Regions from separate parts of the Triticum aestivum genome. Here region 1 is linked to region 2. A link is a contact called in public Hi-C data. All regions are on one chromosome and are shown on one strand. The core of a region is the stretch at or near the end of the contact, and the rest is flanking DNA. Distances in the headings are between cores, read along the strand shown.

Evidence for each region. A called contact is a pair of places that touch in the nucleus more often than the background predicts.
Region 1: a contact with region 2 is called in a Hi-C map of leaf, with 2.1 times the contacts expected there. The contact joins the promoter of LOC123150270 here to the promoter of LOC123150743 in region 2. A contact is called at or near these places in 1 of 5 Hi-C or Micro-C datasets (leaf) and 1 of 1 datasets of contacts at active chromatin or transcription factors (leaf).

What each region holds. Positions count from the first base shown.
Region 1 is chr7A:20,761,584-20,767,006 of IWGSC CS RefSeq v2.1, forward strand. It overlaps LOC123150270 (late embryogenesis abundant protein 6), which reads left to right and starts at 1,416. Exons shown (of 1, transcript XM_044570106.1): 1 at 1,416-2,026. The coding sequence starts at 1,505. The coding sequence ends at 1,768.
Region 2 is chr7A:20,495,787-20,500,824 of IWGSC CS RefSeq v2.1, forward strand. LOC123150743 (aspartic proteinase nepenthesin-1) reads right to left here and starts at 1,642. Exons shown (of 1, transcript XM_044570575.1): 1 at 42-1,642. The coding sequence starts at 1,612. The coding sequence ends at 203.

The DNA.
Region 1 (5,423 bases), core at 166-2,665, 270 kb after region 2:
GCGAAATCCCTATTCCCTGCTGCCACTCTCTCGCCTCCGGTGTGGGCTAGCGTTTTCTGGCTCCGGCGTTGGTGCGGGTTGGTGGTCAGCTAGGGAACCGGGGGAAACCTTGGCCGGTCCGGCCGGCCCGGCGGCGGCAACGCCCAAGGGCGCTACTTTCCTCCATGGGGGCACAGCCGAGGTCCCCGGCTCTCCACCCCGACCTCCCCTGCCCGGGTGAAAACCTTTATCCTCGGCGGATTTGGCGGCGGCGGCGCCTTGCGCGTCGTGACCTTGCTGGAGGCGTCATCAAGGGTGCGGGGCGCGGTCGGGAGGTTATGCAGGTGAGGGATTGCGCTACCTCCTCTGCGTCATCCGATTCCTGAAGCTTGTCTCCAACTAGTTGGGCATGGACTGTGGCGGAGCTGCCGGCGAGGTATATCCCAAATCGATGTGGTCATCCCATGTCCACCTTGCGATGCGAGGGCGACATTCTTCCAGCTCTAGGGTGAGCTTCTCGAAATCCCGACGGTGCGGCGCCTACGAGCCATGGCGAGGGGAAAGGGTCCCTCTTCGGTGATTGAGAGGGAAGATGTTGGTCCCTTTCTTCTCTAGGTGTTCCTGGAGCACGGTCCATCCTCGAAGGTCGGCTATGTCCTGATGCGCTGCTCCGTTTCTGCTACATATGATCCTAGTGTGGAGTGCTCGGTCTTTACTAGCTGTAATTCATTTGTGGCTTGTGGAGGTTGTAGTGAGTAGGCTTTCCAGTGTTTCCCGTTGTATCGTTCTGACCGTTGTTAGTTGGGTTGTCTGCTGTAACTCCTGGCCGGTTGATGGCTTTGTTAATTCAAAGCCGGGCTCTTCACGATCCTTCGTTCTAAAAAGTTTTTTCAGGGGTGGGCTTCAGATTGTAATTGTGCACATGCGTGTATGCTCGGTCAAAAATATGTGTCTTAGTGAAGTACAGTATTTTTTTCAAGGACGTTGAGAAAAGTAGTACGTTCTCCCACGATTATCGACGTTCGTACAGGCACTTGATGTAGTGAATTTATTCGGAAACTCAGTGACTCGAGTCCTCCGAGAACGATGTGCGAGTATATGTGAAGTGCATTCATGTGTCCGTATAGAAGGAAAAACACGCATATTAAAACCAAGATGTTTCTAAAAGAACGTGACAAAAATAATACACCGAGTGTGGGAAATCCTACTTTTTCCCTTTTGCAGGTGGTCGACATGAGATGCACCGTGTGGCCATGTGCCCATGTCGATCTCTATACATGCAGCGATGGCGATATGGCCCAACCGCACATGGCCACCAGCATACATCCGTCCGGCCGACATCACGTCCCCATCGGCCGACCTCCATCCACCCACGCGTCACGCAACGATTCGTCCAACTCAGCACCGCTCCGCCTACATAATCCCCACTCGAGCTCAGCACCCGGGGATAAGAAGGGAAGCACGAAGCAACAAGAAGACGACGAAGAAGAAGCAGCAGCCAACCAAATCAAGATACTTCACCAAGATGGAGCACGCCAAGGAGAAGATGAAGGACGGCGCGAGCGCGGCCAAGGCGAAGTCGACCATCACGAAGGCCAAGGTGGCGGAGAAGGCGGAGGCGGCCACGGCGAGGTCGCACGACGAGCGGGAGCTGGCGCACGAGCGCGGCGCCGCCAAGGTGGCCGCCGCCGAGGCGCAGCTGCACCAGGACAAGGCCGCGCACCGCGAGGACGCCATGTCGCACCACATCCACAAGCACGGCGGCCACAAGCACGGCCATAGCCACTGATTTGATGCGCGGGCTGACAGGCGGTGCCGTCGGTGGCCATTGATATACACGCGGCGCTTGCCTGCACGTGCGTATGTCGTGTGTGATCTGACTTGCCAGTCATGCATCCATGAGATGTGATTTTCCCTGTTCTTTTCACTGCCGTGCGTGCTACGTGCGCGTGACGTTCGTGTTTGTGTTGTGTCAGATTTCGCACGTACGTACGTCGGGCTTAATTATCTCGGAGATTATAAGACAAGAGCTAGCTGCTTGCTCGGATGCATGTGTGTTTCCTTTCCTCTGTTTATGTGCGTGTCCTAACCCCCTCAATTCAGAGGGACAAAATTCTGAAAATCAGAAATAAGAGACTTTTGTTCTTGATCTATAAAAGCATCTACGGTCGGAGGCCCCATATCCGCCCCAAACGTCCAGCGGCATTCCCGGTTATTGCCCAGATAGAAAACGACACCCAACCGGACTAGACAAATTCAGTCCAAACGTTTAGCCTAACCGACAACCTCATACGCAGCCCATATCTGGAATGGATATGCAGCGGATTTGACGCACCCAATCGCCGCCTCCATGTCGGATAGGCCCATCCATGACGTCCTCACCTTTGTCCCCACATATACTCCACCCGTACGGCAAACCCTCACTCTCTTGACCTCTACGCTGTACTACCCATCTTCTCGCTCTCTCCTCTCCCCTCCACAATGGTCGGCGATGGATTCGGCAACGAGTCCGACGTGATCGACTGGGCAACGCTCGCCAGGGAGGACTCAAGCTCATCTGTGTTGTACGATGAGGAGCTCACGCTTGGCATTGCCCTCTGCCACTCGTGGATGGATAGGGGCGGGAGCTCCTCGACGGCGTTGTCAGTGGCCCAGAGAGGCAGTCGTAGCTCTACGCTGGGCCGCAGCTGCATGACGTGGTCCGCGCTTGATTAGACGGCAGGGTGACCACAGGCGCCAGGTACCGCCAGCCCCTTCTCCTTGACGGTGGCGCTGGGTGCTCATTCCCACGACAGCAGTTGCCATGGTCCAAGGCGCGCACCAATCGCCGTGCAAGGCGAAGGGCGGCATAGGCCGCCTCGAGCCGCTCCGGTTATGGATCCTGCAGATCCGAGCCGGAGCCGCTTCTATGGGCCAGCGACGACGACGCCATCCGCCACTTGCATGCCTTACCAGAGACGGACGCCCGTCATCGGTGCCGGGAAAATGAGGCGGCACGCCGCATCGGGTTCAAGGAGTCGAAGTGGTTGGCGAGGCAGAAGGTGGCGGACGCGAAGGAACCCACCCCGGCTCGCGAGGGAGCAGACCCGCGGCACCCGCTGCATGGCCAGGATCGTCTCGTCTTCCCCTCAGACACGGGCACCACCGATGCCGACGACGATGCCTACGACAAGGACAACTAGAACTGAAAGGCGCGCGTTGCTGCGCCCGTCCATTTAAATGAGAAAATAACATTAGTTAAAATAAAATGAACAGAAGCATGGGCAATTTGTATTTAAATGAGAAAATAACATTAGTTAAAGAACTTGAACAGAAGCATGGGACAATTAAACATACAAAAAAATGACACTCCAGGTACATGATACATAAACCACAACATGTAAAGTATATAAGTTGGATGGTTGGACAATGAAGTCGATAAAACTATGTGGTTCCTTAATCATAGCTAGAAAATATGGTATTTAGGTTAACATGATAAGGACAAAAATATCAAATGCCGAGGTTTTCCTGCCTACGGGCCTTCAGCAATTGCAGGGCTGACAGGCGGTGGTGATGGAAGCTGAGGCAGCGGGAAGCACATCACAGATGGGAGAGAATAAGCAAAGCAGAGGAGAAGCTACGACTACATGAAAACTAAATTTAGCTGAGTATAAAAATACACGGCGAAGCCCAATTTAACCTCGACAAACAATACACCAAGGGTTACACTCAGCTTAGAGTACCCGGTGAAGCCCAATTTAACCTCGACAAACAATACAGCAAGTGTTACACTCGGCTTAGAGTACCCGGCGAAGCCCAATTTAACATCAACGAACAATACACCAAGTGTTACACTCTGCTTAGAGTACCCGGCGATATTTCGGACGGCTTATGTTAATGTTTGGCGACACGCCGACACCTATGGATAAAATGAGAATATGGGTAAAGCATTTCCTAAGGCAAAATACAATGTAACTCACCAGAGCTGAGGCGAGGAAACTGTTCTAGTTTCAGGACAATCAGCACACAGATCATTAACTACTTTCGCATCAAGGTAACAAGAAAAATCTGTGCATCACACTGTCCAAAATCGTGAGTTCTGTACAATCAGGCGATCAAGCTTTTGTGAATTTTGTACTGAAGCATGGCAATGTCAACATGGGCGTAGCAATTGGGAACCTGCACTCTTAAGCAGTGTATTTGAAAAGAAAAACTTACTTGATTTTCGTTGATGAGACTGGATGTCTCCATTCTTCATCACCAACACCAAATTAATTATGCTTCTGAAATGTAAGGACACTGAAATGTGTCGGACACTGGAAATGCAGCAATAAAATTAGTATAACTCAAGAAGTCAAGAATCCACTACCGATCATGTTACTGGCTAGTAAGTTTGCATAGGTATACGGTATATCTTGCAGAGCAAGCTCTGTGAATTGGGAGGGATTATATCACAACTTGAACCAGGCTGGTTCTTGGACCCCACAAAATTCATGAAGCTGTGCAAACTGGAGGAAACCCACGACAAAGATGAGCAGTTCAGCCATGGCTTGCTGCTGATTGAGAGAGTGGATTTTCAGCTCCCGGGTGCCTAGACACCCCCTTATCTCAACCATTCATTCAGATATGGTGTCTCGAGATTTGTGCGTCACACTGTAGCTAGTAGAAGCATTAGCACAACTGTTGCTTCATTAAGCGTATGCATAAGGACAAAAAAACAAACAAGCTGGGCCTAGTCTAGCGCTGCTTTTCGTGGACTGGTTCCACCTAGAAAACAAAACATGGCAGATGAGACCATGGCCTGCTAGAATATGAAACAACGACGGGACGTGTCGCCATCAAATCCCTCGGCCATCCAGTATTTTGCCCATCAAAAAAAAGTATTTTGCCCCAAATCCTTCCACCCTCTCTGTTCCCCATCCGGGTAAAAAATTGCAACGATGGGCACGGGATAAAAAATCCAGTCCTGTGTATACGGGTAAAGTGATAACTTTTGGCTACTCGGGTGAAATAATACGACGAGCTTTGACTCATCTAGTGGCTGAACAGTGACCTAGCTAGAAGATGGGGCTATGCGTTCTTCTGACAAAGCTAAATGAGCAAGCTGAAAGGAGATGGAGCAAGCTGAACAACAGGTGGCAAATGGGAATCTCTTGTGATATGAATGGGCGCATCCATCAGCTTGGTGTACTCAAGGGAATCTCATGTGAGGCCGTCTCTTTGTGCTGTCACTTCAACGAGCACCGTGTGGGCTGCAAGACGTCCTGCCAGCCTTGTCTCACCTCCCGTCGCTCTTTGTCTCCTTAAATAAAGCCTGCTAATTAGCCTGGTATTGCAAAGATTCTGCACCTGTAAGGTAACTGGCATGAATCTTGTACTCGGCGAACGGACGAGATAACCGGGTGTCGGGACACCCGGGTTCCATCACACCTTTCCGGCCGACAAGTATTCTGTCACCCCTGGAG
Region 2 (5,038 bases), core at 392-2,891:
GAAGTCGGCTCGGCCTTGCCATGGTCGAAGCTCGCCGCTATCACTCGCCACATGGACCCCACCTGAGATTAGCGAACACGTTCTTTACTTAGTGCTAGTACCAGAAGAATCGCCAGCAGAACACGATACATGTATTGCGGTCGCATACAATTACATGCAGGCGCACGCTCGATATGGTCTGGTCACACACTTATAGTATAACTCAGAGCTTGTCGCAGCGCGCAGGCGCAAAGACCATCTTGTCGCTCTCCAGGTCGTAGACGATGTGTGTGTTCTGCTGCTGGAAGTTGCCGATGGTTGTCTGGTCGCTCTTGCCCGCCGAAGATATCACCACGCACAGCTCCCTGCCCGCGCCGGTGCCGTCGTCGTCGTTATCCAGCACGTAGTTGTCCCGTGGAAGGTCCCAGTCTGCACCCTCCAGGTGGAGGATCAGCTTCGGCACGGCGGGCGCCTTCTTCATCGCCGGGAGGGAGAAGCACAGCCTGCCGTCGGCGTCGGTGTAGCCGTTGGCGACAGGTAGCTGTACTTGCGCCACGAACGCTTCACGGAGGCTCTGGAACACGGCCTGTGGGAAGGTCGTGATGGCCGTGCCGGAGTCGATGATCGTCCCGCCGGAGCCATCGCCCTTGAGCGCGAACGCCGACGCGTTGAACGGCAGCCGCGTCTTGCCGACGGTGACTCCTCTGAGGGAAAGGTAGTAGAATGGCGAGCTACCCACAGGCGCACCCGCAGGGCCTGGGGCGAACGGGGTGGACTGAATGGGCCCCGTGGCATGAGCTTCAAGGTTGTCCGGCCTGCCGCCCAGGAACACCGGGCTGGTCCTCGACTCTATGATGGCCGTGAAGCAGTAGGAGAACCTGCCGACCTTGAGCTGCGACGGCAGCGACAACGGGCCGCGCCCGAAGCCGGCGATGCCGGACTCGTTCGACTTGAAGAGGCCGACGTTGAGCATGCCGCAGCCAAACCGGAGGTTGGGCACGGCCACGGCGGCGTGCTTCTTGCCCCCGAGAGCATTGAATGTGAAAGTGTCCTCGACGACCTTGCCAGTGGTGACCGAATTGTCGCCGTAGCCGTAGGCGTATAAGCAGGACCTGTCTCTGGCGGCGCACCCGGAGACCGGGAGGTACACGGCGTGACCGCAGAGAGGGTCGGAGCACGGGACGCGGCGAAAGGTGCTGGAGGCGGAGGCGCGGAGGACCGGGAACGGCTGGTCGAAGCAGGCCGCGCAAGCGCACTGCGTCCAGACGAGGTCGCTGCCGGTGTCTAGCGTCAGCGCCACGCGCTGCGGGCGCGGCGTGCCGACGCCCAAGTGGACGAGGTACTCGGAAAAACCCACGTCCAAGCCGCCCCGGGCTACTGGCACGGTCACCGCCGGGGCGCTGCCCGACGAGCGTAGGGTCGCCATGCGGACCTTGGACCGGGCGGCCATCCGGCTGAGGAGCTCGTGCTTGGTGAAGCCGCGGCCGCTGTCCACGTGTGTAAGATCGGCGCGCATGGCCACCGGCTCCGCGACAGACGAAGCGAACAAGAACGTCAGGAAGAGAAGAACGCAGGGAAAAGGCGGCGACACTGGCCAGTCTTTCATGGTGGAGTTGCAGACGCTATACTGCATTGCCGTTGAGCTCACACACAACAAAGAATTTATCGTGTTCGGTTGCCATGACACAACAAAGAAGCACGCTAGCTCACACACGAGCATCGCTCGTATGCATGACACCTAGCGTGAATCGCTCCACATCTTGCCGTCGGTGTCGCGTATGCTTCCAGCACCACACTGAACCAGCGGCCACCGCTACGACCTGCTCTAGATATGCTTGGATGCATGCCTCACATCTCACAAGAGTCCAGCCAACAGCGTGAGCAAAAGGTGTACGCATGTAACCTTGGGCATAATGCTAAAAAAAAACACTAGCATAATGCCCCGGCGATGGTGCCTCTGGATGGGGTACATGCTGCTTTGGGCTCAATTTACCGGGTTGTTTCGTACCAATGGAGCTCGAGCTCAACATATAACACTTGCCAATTCTCGCAGAGTACCAAACAGAGGATCTTATATATATTGATGTTTAATTGGCTTATACACGTGGCCGCTGTCCACGTGTGTAAGATCGGCGAGCATGGCCATCATCTAAAAAGCGACCGGCCACCAACTAACAAAAATGGACGGCCGGACTCACATGTGTGTCTTTTTTGTCAGCTAGTGGATATTATTTTTAGGAAAAGCCTTGTTTTAAACCAGATGATTCCCCCCACCGATCCGCCGCCTTCGCGGGCAGCCACGTGTCCACATGGGGACTGCTGCTGTTTCCGTCGGGCACGCGCTGGTGCTATATTTTAGCTAGGGAAAGCGTTTAAAATTGCCCGACTGATTTCTGGCTGATGCAAACTGCCTCGCGAGCCATCCGATCAGAGCTGATCGTGCGGCGCTGCGCGTCCTTCTGGACCACGCACCCAGCGACTACCTTATCTTCACGCACAGCAACGAGACCCACTTGTTCTTCCACTTCCACCACTCACGCGATCCCGATTTTTCCTCTTTCTTTCTCCTCTTTGACCTTTCGCCATGGCCCTTGCCGGAGCTTCCGCACGCGGCGTGCAGCACTCCCGCGGTGAACCTGCAGCATCCCAGTAGCCGTCGACCCGCCGCACCCATGTCGTCTCCTAGCATCTGTGGCGCTTGTTGTTGTGCTCAGTGTTGCCGAGCGCCATCGGCACCGTCGGCCGCTGCTGCGACGCTGCATCTCAGCGCGCCGCCGTGCTGCGTAACAACTTCTGCCGCCGTTGCCGCGTGCTGCATCGCAGAACCCCGTCGGCGTCGTGCCCGCTACAGTGAAGCTTCACCAGCAGCCATCGGGGTGCTGCGGTGGAGCTTTGATGGGGCAGCCGCGCGATGCTGACGTTGCAGTGAAGCTTGGCGACGGCCGTCGGTGTGCTGCCACGGAGCATCGCCGTGACGGTGTTGGCGCTGCAGCGAAACATCGACGAGGTTGCAGTGAAGCACCGCAGGGGTCTTTGGAGCTCCGGCGAGGTTGCAATGAAGCGTCGCCGAAGCTGCAGTGAAGCACCGCGAGCTCCGGCGAGGTTACAATGAAGCGCCGCGAGGTTCGTTGGAGCTCCGGCGAGGTTACAATGAAGCGACGTCGAGCACCGCAGAAGCTGTAGTGAAGCGCCGCGAGCTCCGGCGAGGTTACAGTGAAGCGCTGCAGGGGTCGTTGGAGCTCTGGCGAGGTTACAATGAAGCCTCGTTGAGCGCCACTGAAGCTGCATTGAAGCGCCGCGAGTTCCGGCGAGGTTGCAGTGAAGCGCTGTGGGGGTCGTTGGAGCTCCAGCGAGGTTGCAATGAAGCGCAGCCGAACATCGTCGGAGCTGCAGTGAAGCACCATGGGGGTTGTTGGAGCTCCGGTAAGGTTGCCATGAAGCGCCGCCGGGCACCCGTCGGGGCTGCGAGCTGCTGTCATGAGTGCTGGCATGCTGCTGCGTGGTGCTATACATGGGAGCTGGCTGATTTGTACGGCTGTAGAGCGTTTGATCGGAGGGCTGTGGAGGCGGCTTAATTTTGACTAAAATCATCCGGATGATTTGTAGTAGGCTCCTTTAGCTAGCCCTTGTGGCTACACAGCTACTAGCTGATACTAGTATGCCCTTGAAAAAACTGATACTAGTACTAATCCTAGCGCAAGTGCATACATGCATGGCTGCATGCGGCCGCAACGAGACGCCCAGGTCCAGGAAGATGCTCTGCTGCTCTCTCTCATCTGCCGTCCACTGCCATCGTTTTTTTTTCGTTTTCTTTTAAAGAGTTGATTACATTCAAGTTAAAAAAAAAGTTGACTACATTCTCTTGGGATGATTCTAAGTGTTTGATGCAACTATGATCCATGCTGCAAAGTGTTTTTTCATGTGATATAAGTGTTTGGCTCGCCATGTTACATCAACCTAATATATTTTACTTTTTCTCCGACCAAATATATATTTGTTGCATCGGAAAGTTGGTAGCGCGGACGCTACAAAGGATGGTTGGCGCTACCGCATACACACGTCGTTATAAGACCGGTTGGCTGTAAAGCCTGGCGCGTGGTGCTGCGAGGCCCGGTCGGTGCTACTATAACCTAGACACGCAATGCTGCAACTCATGCAACTGATTTTTTTTGGCGGGCGCTATGCGTCAACTGGCTGACACGTGGCTCACGCCATTTAGCGGCGATCACCATTTACAACATGACTCATGTTGCACTCATCATTTGCAACATGACCCATGTCGCGCTCGGGAGGTTTGCAACAAGGTGAGCGTTGCAAACATTCATCGCGACACAACATCGACAATGTTGCGGCCGTCACAACATGCCCCATGTTGTAGTCGAAAATCTCCCAAGTTCTAGTCATCCCGCATAACATCGCCCAAGTTGCAATCGCAACATTGCGATCGCCACAACATGCGACATCTGCCAAGTTGCAACCGTCACCATACAACATCATCCATGTTGCGGTCGCAACATCGCCTACATTGTGGCCTTCGTAGCATGTCCCATGTTGCAGTCGCAACATCTCCCAAGTTGCACCCGTTGCTGCACAACATCGCGTGCGTTGCACCCCCAACACATCATTGACCTCATTGCTGCGAGGTGGTGTTGTGAATCAGGGCGGACTCATATTTCATAGCAGCGTTGGGGCGCCCTTGCATGAGCATGTCGTCCTTCAGCTGTCATCTTAGAGCATCATCTGCCACCCCAGCGACGCCTTGTAGCAACTGGTGCCCCCTCGTAGCACCAAATGAAGCTACAAGACCAGTCATGTTGTGGTTGAACGCTTGAATGTTTCAAACTGGTCTTTTGACACGCAAGGTCAGTCGCCTGGCGGTGATGTTTCTGTTGCCGCAAAGCCAACCGTGACGTTACAGAACTTATTGCCGCTCCTGATAATAATCGTTTCCCAAACACCTTTTTATTGTTACGATCATTAGAAAAGTGTTTCATTTAGAATTTTAGTAATTTTTAAAAAATGTGTAAGGGTGTAGCATGTTTTTTCTAAATACCAAATT